2 separate regions of the Pan troglodytes genome follow, and region 2 is linked to region 1. The links are chromatin contacts, called in public capture Hi-C maps. All regions are on one chromosome and are shown on one strand. Each heading gives the region's core, a stretch centred on a gene start, on an enhancer-like site or on the middle of the called end of the contact. The rest is flanking DNA. Distances are from core to core; before and after follow the strand shown. Region 1 overlaps TMCC2 (transmembrane and coiled-coil domain family 2). Region 2 overlaps NFASC (neurofascin).

Region 1 (3,470 bases), core at 652-3,151:
AAAAGCAGCTAAATTTAGTAGCTTAGAATACAAGGTGAGGCCTTAAAAAAATTTCAGGCCCCAAATGTGCTGTGAAAATCTCCCAGTGAGGATTCCTCTTTGAAAGGCTGGCGGTTTCTTTTATGCTCACCAAGCCTGCTTGGAAATGGAGGTTTGGAAAATGGTCATCTTTCAGAGGTTCCCTCCCCAAGTATTCACTTTCAGATCCAGCCAGAAGGTGCATCTTCTTAGAAACACATGTGACCAAAGAGCTCTGCTAACCCCCAGGGAAATGCGAGAGGAAGGATAATATTCTTCAGCGTGAACGGCAGCAACCCAGGTGGGCATGCTTCCTAGGAATACGTGGATAGGCACAGCTGTGTGAGCTGGGAAAGCAGACAGATCAGGCCAGAGTGGAGGAAGCTGCAGGGCAGCACCCACATGCACACACCAGGGCACCTTTCAGCTGCTTCCAGGGACGGAGCATGCCATCTCTCCTGCTGGTCCTCTGCCCGTCTAATGCCATAGACACTCCTGTTTAGGTAGTCCTTCTTGGGCACAGACATGAGCCCAGATGTTGGGCAGTGAACAGAACCACTTACATAGGTCACTTTTGTGGCAAATCAAAATCTGTAGCAGGCAGGTAGGAAAGACGGATGATTTCATGCCTTTATAGTCACTCTCCCTGGAGGAGGTTTTACTGGGAATAGGCCCAAGAGAAAGTGACCCGGAGAGGAAGCCACATCTCCTTTTTGGGCAACTTTTAGGAAGCAGAGCACCCTCTACCCCACCCTATTTGCCAGGAATAATTTGGAATAATTCCTTTCTAAAAGCAGAGGATTGAAACACCAAATTCTGGTGTGCTCCTGCTGACTCAAGGGCTCAGAGCATACCATGAGCTGATGTGACTAAACGAGAAATGTGTGTGAACGCATTCTGCAAACTGTAGCATGCTGTTCAGCTGACTGTTGATGCCAGGAAGGCTTTCAAAAGGACATGAGTGGCACCTCTTGGGGGGCATGCCCATAAGCCATTGAGCCCCTGAGAAGTCAGTGGACAGGCACAGGGCCCAGATTATATTTGGATCTGAAGCTACCTTCTCAGGCAATGAAGAAACCTTATACAATGAAGTTAATGTTACAGAGCACTTGTCTTTCCAGGGCAGGATTCGCCTTTCCAGCTGCCCAAAGGAGGCCTCCTGGTCACAGTATCACCTCGGGTCTGATTTAGCTCTTGCTGAGCCTGCTGAATTATTCACTAGCTATGGACACTAGCTCAGCTCTAGGGTCCCAGTGGTGGGGTATCTGGAGAACTGTAAGGAAGAGGAAATGGAAAGGAAGAGTGAGAACTCCCAGAATCAGACCTGGAGGGGGATCAAAGAGGACAAAAGCAGAAGCGGGCAGGAGGCCTCTAGGTTGGCCTCTGGAAGATTTGGGAAATGGGCTAGGGGTCCAAGAGCCTGTCCCTGGACAGAGAAGGGAGGTAGGAAAAGGCTGTCCCCAGAAATGACACTCACTTCCCCCAACTCCCTGCTGCAGCTCAGGGGAGCTTCTGATTCCCTAGGAGCCTAGAAGGAATGCAATGGGGTGTGTACATTCAGTCATTCAGTTTTACTTCTATTTCAGAGCCCTCTGCTCTGTGGGGTATACAGAGAAAGCCCAAAATACGCCTATGAAAAGAAGAGGCAGAAGCAGGGATCAGGTTAATGATACTGTATTTCCATTGCCTCATCTGGCACCCCAGAGGGGACTGGGGTCACGTTTCTCATCTCAGGGATGTGGCAGATCCAGGGAAGAATGTGCTGGGTAGCCAGGGAGACCTGAGCCAACTCCCATGACCCAGCCCACATCATCAGTGCCGGCTCCTTGCCGTCTGGAACCCGATGACAGACAGCTCCTCTTGCTGACTGCTACCAGCTCTGGCATAGGGGTCTGACACCTGAACCCTGAGCGCACCTTCCCCTTGGGCAGGCTTGGAGAGCCCAGGCAGATACCTGGCTGGCCTCTCCCACCTGTGTCTGCAGACAGACAGCTTGTTTCCCACCAAGTTTTGCCTGAGCTTACGGACAAAGGCGTCAACAAGGCATGACCTCACATCTTGGCTAGGTAACTTGGAAGTTATCTAATTTTGCCCCCTCTATCCTGGTGATTTCTGTACTCCCAGATGCCAGAGTTAATCTGGAGAATACTGGATATTTTCTTTTTTTTCTTTTTCTGAGACGGAGTTTCCCTCTTGTTGCCCAGTCTGGAGTGTAATGGCGCGATCTCAGCTCACTGCAATCTTCACCTCCCAGGTTCAAGCGATTCTCCTGTCTCAGCCTCCCAAGTAGCTGGGATTACAGACGCCCACCACCACGCCCGGCTAGTTTTTGTATTTTTAGTAGAGACGGGGTTTCCTCATGTTGGCCAGGGTGGTCTCGGACGCCTGACCTCAGGTGATACGCCCACCTCGGCCTCCCAAAGTGCTGGGATTACAGGCACGAGCCACCGTGCCCGGCCGATATTTTCAATCTAGAAAGAAAGTCAGTGGGTGTTAGTGGGGAAAAGATGCATAAAGGCTAATTCTGGAGGCCAGTTACCTGCTGGCTGATTCTGTCTGAAAAGTCAAGAGGACACTGCAGCTTATGATCTCTGGTGTCAGAGCTTTAGGTCAGAAACAGAGTCCTCACTTTGGGCCCCTCTCCTAATCAGACAGGACCCCTACAAGGCAAGGGCTTCACCTGAACATGAGGAATTCAAATCAGACTAAAGGAAGAAACTTCCCGGATCTCCAGGCACAAGAGGATATACAGCTGTGCTGGGACCCCAAGGCCTCTGGGTAATAGGGGCTGTGAGTCACTGAGACAGGGAGCAGCAATTCATGGCAAATCACACAGCTGCCCTGCCCTGGCCTGGCGAGCCACTGGCAGCACAGGCACGGCCTTGAAAGGCTCCTCTGAGGCTGCTGGTCTGGCTGCCTCTGGCTCTCCCTCTGCCCAAGGGACCTTTCCATGCAGAGAGGAAGAAAGAAGGGCAGAAGAGATGAGATGGGATGGAGGAGGGGAACAGAGGAGGCAGTTGCCCTCCACCACTCCTGGGCGTGAGGAAGGGCAGGCCGGCAGAGGCTGGCGCATGTACCTGCGTGGTGGTGTGCTCAGAAGGTGGATGCATTCGTGTGAACAGGCAGAGTGGCCCGTCTGGGCCCCTTCAGCCTCCCATGCAACCTGGCCTACAAGTTCAGTTATACCAGGGGCCCCCACGGCCGGCTGGCTGAGCGGTCATGTTTGGAAACCTCTCTCAGCAGAGCCCGCCCCACCCACCTCTGAACCAGCAGACTGCCAGACATAAACAAACCAAGGCCCCTGGGCAGCTGCCAAGATCTGTCTTCTTGGCAAGAGCCAGGGGTTGGGGGGGCCCCTCACTCACCATCCTTCAGAGTAAACAGGGGTGCTTATTTATGCTGGGGCAGAGAAGAAATCTTGTTGGATAAATCTGGTGTGGGAGTGGACGGAG
Region 2 (3,516 bases), core at 280-2,779, 270 kb after region 1:
TCCTGCTCTGGCTAGGTTGGCATGACCTTTGAGCAGGCTGGGTGACGCTCCATGATGCCAGGAATTGAGGGGATAAGGAGTAGGTGGTGTGGGAGGACACCAACTCCAGTCAAAAGGATGGTTCCTGTCTTTGGGGGAAGATGCTGAATAGTGGGATGGATAGGAGAGAGGGAGCATGTTCAGCTGCACCCGCTCCACACCATCGCAACCTTGGAAGGCGGGAACTTTGAAGGATGGAGCCTGGAGCCCCTCTCCTGGTATTCCGTCACTCCAATTCTTCCCCTCCAGTTGGACTTTATGAAGTTAGAAACCCAAGTTTGGACTGAGAGCCCTTTCTTTTTTCTTTCTTTCTTTTTCTTTTTTTTTTGGACTGAGAGCCCTAAGTGAAATTCTTGAATTTTCTGCAAAGCCCTAAGTTAAGAAAAAAGCCTCTATTTGTCCTTTTGTCCCCTGGGGCTGCAGAACATTCTCTGTGGTGGTTACTGGGGCTGGACAATAGGGCTTTGTTATCTGATGTTCTGTATTGGGGTGCACATAGGGAGGGAAGAAGGGGCTGTCTTTATCTATCTACTTGCAGAATTGAGTAATCAAGAAAGTGCATCATGGCCTGGCCTGGCCTGGCCTTTGGTGACAGACACACATCAGCCACTAACCGAAGTCCCCCTGCCCTAATAAACTTCCCGAGTGCCCAGGGGCTTGGGAGAGTGCAGAAGAGCACAGCAGGAGGGAGAGCTGGTTGTGTGACTCACTCCTGGTTTCTGAGACCAGAGAGGGATGCAGAGCGGGCTGTCAGCCTTTCTCTGCTTCTGCCTGGCCCCTCTTCTCCTGCCTCAGCGCTGGTCTGCTGGCTAGAGTGGTGGGCTGGGGAAGGATGTGGGCAGCTTGTGAAGCTGCCTGGGATCCCGGGGTGACGCAGCGGGCCCGGTAGCCCCAGAGAAGGCAGCACTGATGCTCTCCTGGAATGCGGGTAGGGGTGGTATTCAGAAGACCCCGTCTGGGCCTGGGCCAGGCCGCGGGACCTGACCCTTCTGTGGAAAGCACCAGACACGATGACTTGTCAGCTTGCAGAGTGCCCACTCACATCACCTCTTCTCTGGAGTCTTCCCGTGAAGACTGAATCCCCTTCTCTGCCCAGCCACTGCGCCCCCTCATTTAGACATGCAATTAGATATTCTTATAGATGACTCCCCCTCTAGATGGTGTGAGCTTCTTGTTACCTTTGTATATCCCTTGTGTGTGGCAGTGTCTGGCACCTCACATTGTGGGTACTCAAGAAATGGCTGTTGAATAGACCATTGTATCTCTGGAGACACACGGGGGTCCCCAGCCTTTCCCAGGGGGTGTGCCAGTATTGAGGCTTTTGCAGCCTTGCCTCCTCGAGAGGTCCCAGACTGCACATTCCCCTGATGCCAGTGCGTGTGCGGGTGAGCCTGGAGCCCCCTCTAGTGGAGTCCTCAGGCAGGTGCAGCTCTGGTGGGGCTGAAATGCTGCCAGATGACGCCTGGACCCAGGAGATGAACTCATTTGCTCTTTGTGAAGCTGGCTTGGCAAATGGCTGTTTCCTAACTCCTCCTCCTCTCTGCAGCCTGACAATGCATCCAATTCAGGCTGCAAGGAAGGACCACATGCTCTGCTCTACTCATGATGCCAGTAAGCAGCGTCATCATGACAGTTTCCCCTACTTCCTTGAACCCATGTGCCTTCGAAGAAAGAAGGTTGTCCCCAGAGCCCTCATGGGAGCACTCACAATCATATTCCTGCCTCCCTCAAGAGGTGAACACCCACTGTTCTTTGGAGTTCATTATGATTTCTCTCATTTCTCAACTCATGCTCTCTTCCTTATTCCTCTACAAGAAGGAAAGATGATAGATGTCAAGTGACTGAGCAAGTCAGGGCAAGTGGGGACCCAGGTGTGACCACAGTGGTCCAAGGAGAGCTGAGCTCCAGATACAATGCCAGCACCTACCTCTCACACATAAGATGGGTTCTCACCTTCCGAGGGCTTGAGGACTTGCAAGTCTCATTTCCTCTCCATCCCAGGCAGCCAGCTACAGATCTCAGTGTTTCTCTAGGCCTCGGAATTAGCTGGGACCTTTTACCCCAGGGGCTGCTGCCATGCACCTACCTTCATTCGGGGGTGCTGGTGACTCCTCTGTGACGGCTTCCCCAGAGCCCACCTGCGTCCTGGCGCTGAGGGTAAAGCGGTAGCGTGACACGGGGTCCGTTCTTTGCACCGTGAACTTGGTCTGATTGGGAGAGAAGTTTTCCACTATCTGCTTTCCTACTTTGGTCCCGTTAACTGGGGAGAGAGAGGTAAGTGGAATTAAACTTTAGCAACATTTATTGATGGGTTATATAATCTGCAAGCTGGAGGAAGAACACTTTCCTGACTTTGCTGGAAAGGGAAATGATGGCACCTGCCTGGTGATCTTAAAGGCTTGGTTCAAAGGCAGAACACTCGGCAAGAACTCCCTCCGGGCTCTTTGATTACACCCAGGGTTAATCCTTCTTCACTGATCCTGTTGTCTCTAGCTCACTGCAGAGTTATGTGGCTGATTCAGAAAGATTCTGTTTATATTCTTAAGCCCTTTCAACAAGGACAAAACTCTTCACTTTCTTTCTTCCTTTCAAACAGAACTAGGACAACGCCACTAGGCCTTTTGATTCTTAATGCCTCCTTTGTAAAATGCCTATTCAATGGACCTCAAAGGGTGAAAGGGTCTGGTCCAGAGATCAATTCAGAACAGCATACAAGCACAGAGTTGGCTATTAAAATTGCTAACAACACAACATTTGGCTCTTTGAGTTTCCTAACGAGGTATGTTACCTACTTTTGAAGGCCTAAAGTGTTTCAAATGTAATGGCACTCCTGTCCCTGCATGGTGATGCTGAGCTCTTGAGGTGGGGTCTTTCCAACCCAGGCTCCTGATTCGGGTCACCCCACAGTCACCGGGCAGCTCTACATGCAGCTGCCTTATCATAAATGACATCTTGTCAAGGGGTGTCCTGACTGTCTGTGGACTCCTGTGAGTATACTATCTACCCCATCAGGTGGAAGCTCCAGAGCTTGAGGAACTCTCTCTCCTAGACTCTGTACGTGTTGGAGACTACAAAAGATCCCTAAAGGCATGGCTGTCTCCTTCATTAGACTGGAGGTCCCTTTGTCTCATCAGTGAGACTAGAAGCTCCCTGCAGGCAGAACTATGGAAGGAGAGCAGGGATTGAGTCCCATCTGCCTCCCCTAATCCTATTGGGAACTGTTGCGTTGGCCTCTCCATCCCTCCACAATGCCATCTGCACCCACAGGCTTTCTACCTTGAGTTCTTAGGAAAAGTGGTGAGAATGGGGTTTCTGGTTCCCAGATTATCTAAGAGAAAGGGAAGGGCAGAACGTACAGGCCACATATTTGAGAGTGTATCCAATCATGATCCCATTTGGATGCTCAGGATGATCCCATTCCAGGTTGATTGTCTCCAGGTTGGGCTGCCGGACTCGGAAACGCCTAGGGGCACTGGG

The links. Capture Hi-C pulls out chosen DNA fragments and counts their contacts.
Region 2: a capture Hi-C map of stem cell-derived neural stem cells shows a contact between it and region 1, with 5 times the contacts expected there. The contact joins two enhancer-like sites. A contact is called at or near these places in 3 of 7 Hi-C or Micro-C datasets (blood, induced pluripotent stem cells and stem cell-derived neural progenitor cells) and 1 of 1 other capture datasets (stem cell-derived neural stem cells).

The regions. Positions count from the first base shown.
Region 1 is chr1:43,829,225-43,832,694 of NHGRI_mPanTro3-v2.0_pri, forward strand. All of the region lies in intron 2 of TMCC2 (transmembrane and coiled-coil domain family 2), which reads right to left. Among named protein-coding and RNA genes, the nearest start is that of TMCC2, 23 kb to the right of the region's middle. Within about 2 kb of position 1,902, at least 4 of the 24 cell types and tissues checked have an H3K27ac peak or open chromatin away from gene starts, as enhancers often do. A contact at or near this core is called in stem cell-derived neural stem cells, where this site is marked.
Region 2 is chr1:44,097,707-44,101,222 of NHGRI_mPanTro3-v2.0_pri, forward strand. NFASC (neurofascin) reads right to left here. Exons shown (of 32, transcript XM_009441224.5): 24 at 3,396-3,516; 25 at 2,126-2,299. Among named protein-coding and RNA genes, the nearest start is that of CNTN2, 54 kb to the left of the region's middle. Within about 2 kb of position 1,530, at least 11 of the 24 cell types and tissues checked have an H3K27ac peak or open chromatin away from gene starts, as enhancers often do. A contact at or near this core is called in stem cell-derived neural stem cells, where this site is marked.